Regions from separate parts of the Triticum aestivum genome. Here region 1 is linked to region 2. Evidence: chromatin contacts called from public Hi-C data. All regions are on one chromosome and are shown on one strand. The core of a region is the stretch at or near the end of the contact, and the rest is flanking DNA. Distances in the headings are between cores, read along the strand shown. Region 1 holds the start of LOC123052128 (acidic leucine-rich nuclear phosphoprotein 32-related protein 1). Region 2 holds the start of LOC123052126.

Region 1 (2,798 bases), core at 271-2,770, 250 kb after region 2:
ACACATAACTAATGCATGAACTGGTAAATATAGTGACTGAAAAACTAGCCACAGTTGAAATATACCTGCAATATAGAAGGGTGGTCAATAGTTATCTTCCTAAACAATATGACTAGAACAATCGCCCACAAACTGAACATGCAGAAATTGCAATAAGGTAAAGCACTTCAAAGGCTAGCGGAAATTGTTATACCTCATCATCAGCATCGTCATCATCGTTGTCCTCCTCATAAACCCTACTATCCTCCAATCTTTCCTCGTCTTCCTCTCCAATCTCACCATTCTCATCCTCATCATCACCTTCACCTTGCTCATGTCCATCGATCTCTTCTCCAACGCCCCCCACCGCCATAGCAACCCTCCCACTACTCTCTGGCTCAGCCTCCTCACCATCACCATCATCCTCAACCTCCTCCTCATCATCATCATCCTCATCGATGCCATCCTCCTCATCATCACTACTGGGCACGTCAAGTACCTCGACAACAGTGTCATCTTCATCACCCTCCTCATCGATCTCCTCTCCCAAATCCTCCTCCTCCTCATACTCTTCGTCTGCATCGTCGTCGTCATCCTCCACGTCTTCATCATCCTCATCAGGGGCTACCCCAACCGCTGCAACCCTGAACCCGTTGGCCCTGTGGTGGTGCTCGGCTCCCCCATTGGGCACGACCTCGTCGGCCTCGCTCTCATCCTCATCCACATCGATCACCCCATTCACCTCCACCGGGCGCGGTGCGACGCTACCTCGCGAGTGCGAGGCGCCCCCGTTTGCCACCTCGCCGCTTCCAGGATCCTCGTCATCGTCGTCGTCATCATCATCTTCTTCCTCGCCATCACCTTCGCCGTCCCCGTCGTCGTCGTCGTCGTCCGACTCCGGGCGCTCGTTCTCGTCGGCGTCCATCTTGTCGAGGTACTTGAGAGTCCGGATCAACCCGAACACCCTGGATCTGTAGTCCTTGACCCGCGTGACGGGGCACTCGTAGAGGTCGAGCGAGACGAGGCGGAGGCGGGCGAGCGGCGCGAGGTCGTCCACATCTTGGATGCGATTGTTGCTGAGGTCGAGGTCGCGCAGCGACCCGAGCCCCGCCTCGACGAGGTGCTCGAGGCCGCCGGCGATGCGGTTGTCGGAGAGCGTCAGGCGCGTGAGGTTCCGCAGGCGGGGGAACCCCGCGAGCGACGCGACCCCGACGCCGGCGATCGAGAGGTGCTCCAGGCTCTGGTGGCGCTCCAGTATCTCCGGCGCCGGCAAGCGCCCGTGCATGCACTTGACGGCGCCGTCGAGGGTCAGGCTCCTCGCCGGCGACGAGCTCCCCTCGCCGGCGGTGTGGAGCGCCGCCTCCACCGCCCTCTCCCACGCCTCGTCCATCTCTCTATCTCTCCCCCCTCCCCTTCCCGAAATCAAATAAATAAAAAAATCGGGGGTGTTTTGGTTGGGGAGGCTATTTGAAATACAGTGATTTATACGTGGGAGGGGTGTTTACCTCGCCATTGGAGGAAGAAGGGGGCGGCTCACGCGTCGCGCTGTGGACTCGGCGCAGGGACGGCGGGCGGGGCTTATATGGGCGGCCAATGGGGGCGCTCGGATCGCGCGGCGCGGATCGCTGACGTGGCGCCATCCCAGGGGCGTGTGCTTCCTTTGAGAGGAGCGGGGGAGCGGAGAGGCGTGGTGGGCTTGGCTGATGCGGAGAGCATCTTTTTCTGGTTTTCAAAAATCGTTTTCTCTTAAGGGCGAGATATTATTGGTTAATTATGCACGCGGTGCCGTGTGACTACCTTTGGCTCTATGTGGGTAGGTCGCTGACAGGTTGGGAGTAGACGTGTGGGCCCGGGGTTGAAGTCTATGGGCGTTGTTCTGCTTTGGGTTAGCGGGTACAGGCCGTCTGATTGAGAGGTGGCGGTTGCGGGCCGTCGGATCGGCGGAAGTTCACGTATTGGTTTCGTGGTGCCTACCCTTGCCCTTGCACGCGTTTGATTTCGACCCGTGTTGTTTGCCACGAGAAGGTCCGGGATGGTCTGGCCGCGTCTGTTTGAGGTTAATAGCAGAGGCGCTTGCAGTAAAACGGGGTCTGAAGATGCTCTTTGAAAGAGGATGTTCCAGAGTAACAGTGGAATCTGATTGCCTGGAACTAGTGGATGCTTTCAAAAGTGGCAATGAAATCTGGAGTCCTTACACGCCCATTCTAGTGGACTGCTTTGAATTAGCGCATGGAATCCCTTCTGTTTCCTTTCGGCATTGCCCGCGGGAAGCTAATAAGCTGGCACACTTTTTAGCTAGGTATAGCTTTTTTTTAGAACATCAGCTTTATTGATCACATAACCAAAGATACAAGAGTCTCCCGGATACAATCCGGAGTAGAATGAAAAATAACTAGATTAGACAAATTCTTACAAGACTTAGTTAATAGATGAGCAGCCACATTAACAAGCCGACGAACATGCTTGAACTCTGCAGACACAAAGCCCCTTGAAGCAAACTTGATATCATTAATCACTGTACCGACACTGGAACGATCAATTTTGCCAGAAATAATTCTATTCACCAGTGATTGGCAATCTGATGCAAATAAAACATTTGAAAAATGTTCGTCCTTTGCCAGGTACACGGCCCTTCGTAGAGCTAGCGCCTCAGCTAGTTCAGGCTCCATCGTGCCTTGAATAGGTTCAGAACATGCAGCAACACATCTACCCTCATGGTTCAAGGCCACCACTCCAGCACCTGGCATATTTATATCTGAAAAGATTGCAGCATCTGAGTTGATGGCAATAACACCAGGCGGCGGCGGAATCCATAGTGG
Region 2 (2,716 bases), core at 46-2,545:
CCCTCTGTTCGGATAAATAAGGCATATTTGACTGTTAAAAATTCAAGTTATAGCTGTAAATTTTCTTGTAACGATGTTTTGCAAGTAGCTACAAAATCACAATCATAAGAAAAATACTTCTGAATAAGAATCCAATGAAATCAGTTTTAGGATCAATTGTTGGTCAAAGCTTGAATTTGACAACCAAAATACACCTTACAGCCACCCATCTAAGTACTACAAACAATCCACAAACAGGTGAAATATTCTCATTCTTTCTCATGTCAACAGCAAACAAACCCTGATGAGCATGTATCTGTTCCATTAGTAGCAATCCACAACATGAGGCATGGCAGCGTTGCCTTTTTCTACATCTCAAACAAAATTTCCCCACAAACTCCTCATGACAAAACCCTTGGGAGCACCCACACACAAAATGCTTCCACCTTATCAGTCCCAGTTTGACCAACCCTCATCCAAAGATGAAAAGGTGATTATCACCATGTGCTTTGCTCCGTGGTAGCAAGCAGAAAGCTTACTCCGACAGATTCTAGAAAGAATATATTCTTCCTTATCCACAATCCAGCCAGCCCAGACCCACGACCCAGGATATACCAAACTGTACAGTTCGCGGCTCACAGCATTCACATTCCACTCCACTAAACACAGCAAGAGCAGCGGTGCACAAAAGATCATTATCGATAACATTTGAATCCACACCACAGATACCTGGTGCGCCGCCACGGAGCTTGTCGGCCCACTTGGAGAACCCTAGGTCGCTCTCCCCGGCGCCGTCCTCGCCTCGAATCTCTGCACACACCACACGGAGATCAGAAACCCATTTCCCTTTCCGAACCAAACCGCGCGAATCATCGCATCATTCGCGGCGCGGGCACGCGCGCGATGCTATTACCGTGGGAGAGGAAGGGGCTGCGCGGGGATCCCGCGAGGCCGATGTGGATGAGCGCGTAGTAGACGCAGAGGCGGCCGGCCCAGAGCAGCACGGGGCCCTCGAGCAGCGAGGCCGCGATGGGGCCGACGGCGGCGGCGGAGAAGGCGCCCGCCGCGGCGGCGCGCCTGTGCGGGCGGGCGACGGAGGGCGGGAGGAAGGGGGTCTTGGACGCGGCGGTCGGCGGCCCGCGGAGGGCGAGCGGGCTGGGCGCGGCGGCGGCGGGCGCGTGGAGGAGGTAGGCGAGCATGGCGATTGGCAGAGATGCGATGGCTAACTGTAAACCGTGGGGCGCGCGTGTGTTCTGTACCTCACTCCTTCAGGTTTGCCACCTTCGTCAGTGCTGCTGCGTGGTGCGGAAGGAAAAAGGAGAAGCGAGAAAAAATAGATTGGTCCATAGAAACACTACGTAGATCTTTTAATCAGAATACACTAATTTTTGAACTATCATCCAAATTCAACATCTAATCAACCATGCGGATAGAGTTGTCGTGTTCCGCTTTGGATAAGAGCTGTGTATCACAAGTGTGCGTGACATGTCACTGGATTTTTACGAGGCGGGCCTAGGAAGGTTCATCGTGGTGCACGGTTTCTTGCTTTCTTTTCGATGGAATGAACCCAGGTAATATCTCAAACTATCCGAAATCACTTTCAACCGAGGTTTATTATCACTGGATTCGGTAACTCGGTATATTCAAATCATTATCGTTCTTGATCTTCAGATTGCTCGACTTGCATATATATTCAGTTTTAACGATTACTAAAACATCTAGCACTACGCGGCGACTCAGGCTATCATGTGGTGGCTTCAGATAATGGCGAAATGCTGAATGGGATGGAGTGCGACTGGAAGGACTTTGGGATAGGTACAATACAGCTTTCGGATGACAAACGGCGATGCTCTACTGGCTGCTTCCTTGCCGTGGAAACATACTGGGTTTTGGATTTTACAAGCTGATCGTCAGGAACCTTCCGGGCGGTCTGGCCCATGGAGGCCCAGCCAAGCACAATTTGCCCTTTTTCATTTCAACAACAACTCATTTCTTTGCTCACAATATATGGTTTGTTGAGGCGACCATCTCAGGGCAACAGTTATCATCAAAGTTGGACTTCAGAAGAAAAAGAATCATATGAACCTTTTGCAGCATCTTTACTCAATTCACAATTAGAAATGGACATCTTATACACAGAGTAGCTTGTGCCCCCGTATGATCACCCTGTATGTCGTGTATCTTGCATGTGTTACTACTACTGACTACTCTGCAGGAGCAGGACTCAGGTCCTCTGCCCTCCAGACAGGGAGGACCCCCTGGCCGGCCAGCCTCTTATACACCCAGAACACCACGTACTGTGGAGTGATCCTCTTCTCGTCGATCAGGAACGGCTCGATGGTGCTCACCTCCATGGAGTAGGACGTCATCGCAAAGCCCTTGGGTCCTGCGGTTGTTAGCCCATCGAAGTGAGAATTCAGATTAGTTGAGACTAGAAATGATTTTATTGTGTAGTTTTTGGGCTATGAAGTGATTGATTACAGTAATGCGCGCCGAGAATTTCAAGAACAGCAAACTAGGTCAAGAAGGATTGTCTTGTCAACAGTACTCTCAGCAAGTCAACCAACATTGCATTGCACGCAATTTCAAAAAAGAAAGAAAGCATTGCATTGCACGGGAAGAAACGGCATTGGACAGAAGGGTTTCAAAGTAAGTTTGTACCTGTGAGGTCTCCCTGTGGAAAGAAGGCCCAGAAGTAGTAGGGTATGTCTTCCTTCACGAAGGAACCTTCCAACTG

What was found. Hi-C and Micro-C count contacts between places; a contact is called where the count stands out from the background.
Region 1: a contact with region 2 is called in a Hi-C map of leaf, with 5 times the contacts expected there. The contact joins the promoter of LOC123052128 here to the promoter of LOC123052126 in region 2. A contact is called at or near these places in 3 of 5 Hi-C or Micro-C datasets (all in leaf) and 1 of 1 datasets of contacts at active chromatin or transcription factors (leaf).

Annotation. Positions count from the first base shown.
Region 1 is chr2D:126,400,219-126,403,016 of IWGSC CS RefSeq v2.1, forward strand. It overlaps LOC123052128 (acidic leucine-rich nuclear phosphoprotein 32-related protein 1), which reads right to left and starts at 1,521. Exons shown (of 3, transcript XR_006424491.1): 1 at 194-1,521.
Region 2 is chr2D:126,146,984-126,149,699 of IWGSC CS RefSeq v2.1, forward strand. It overlaps LOC123052126, which reads right to left and starts at 1,296. Exons shown (of 4, transcript XM_044475229.1): 1 at 893-1,296; 2 at 709-789. The coding sequence starts at 1,178. LOC123052127 reads right to left here. Exons shown (of 4, transcript XM_044475230.1): 3 at 2,641-2,713; 4 at 2,055-2,365. The coding sequence ends at 2,184.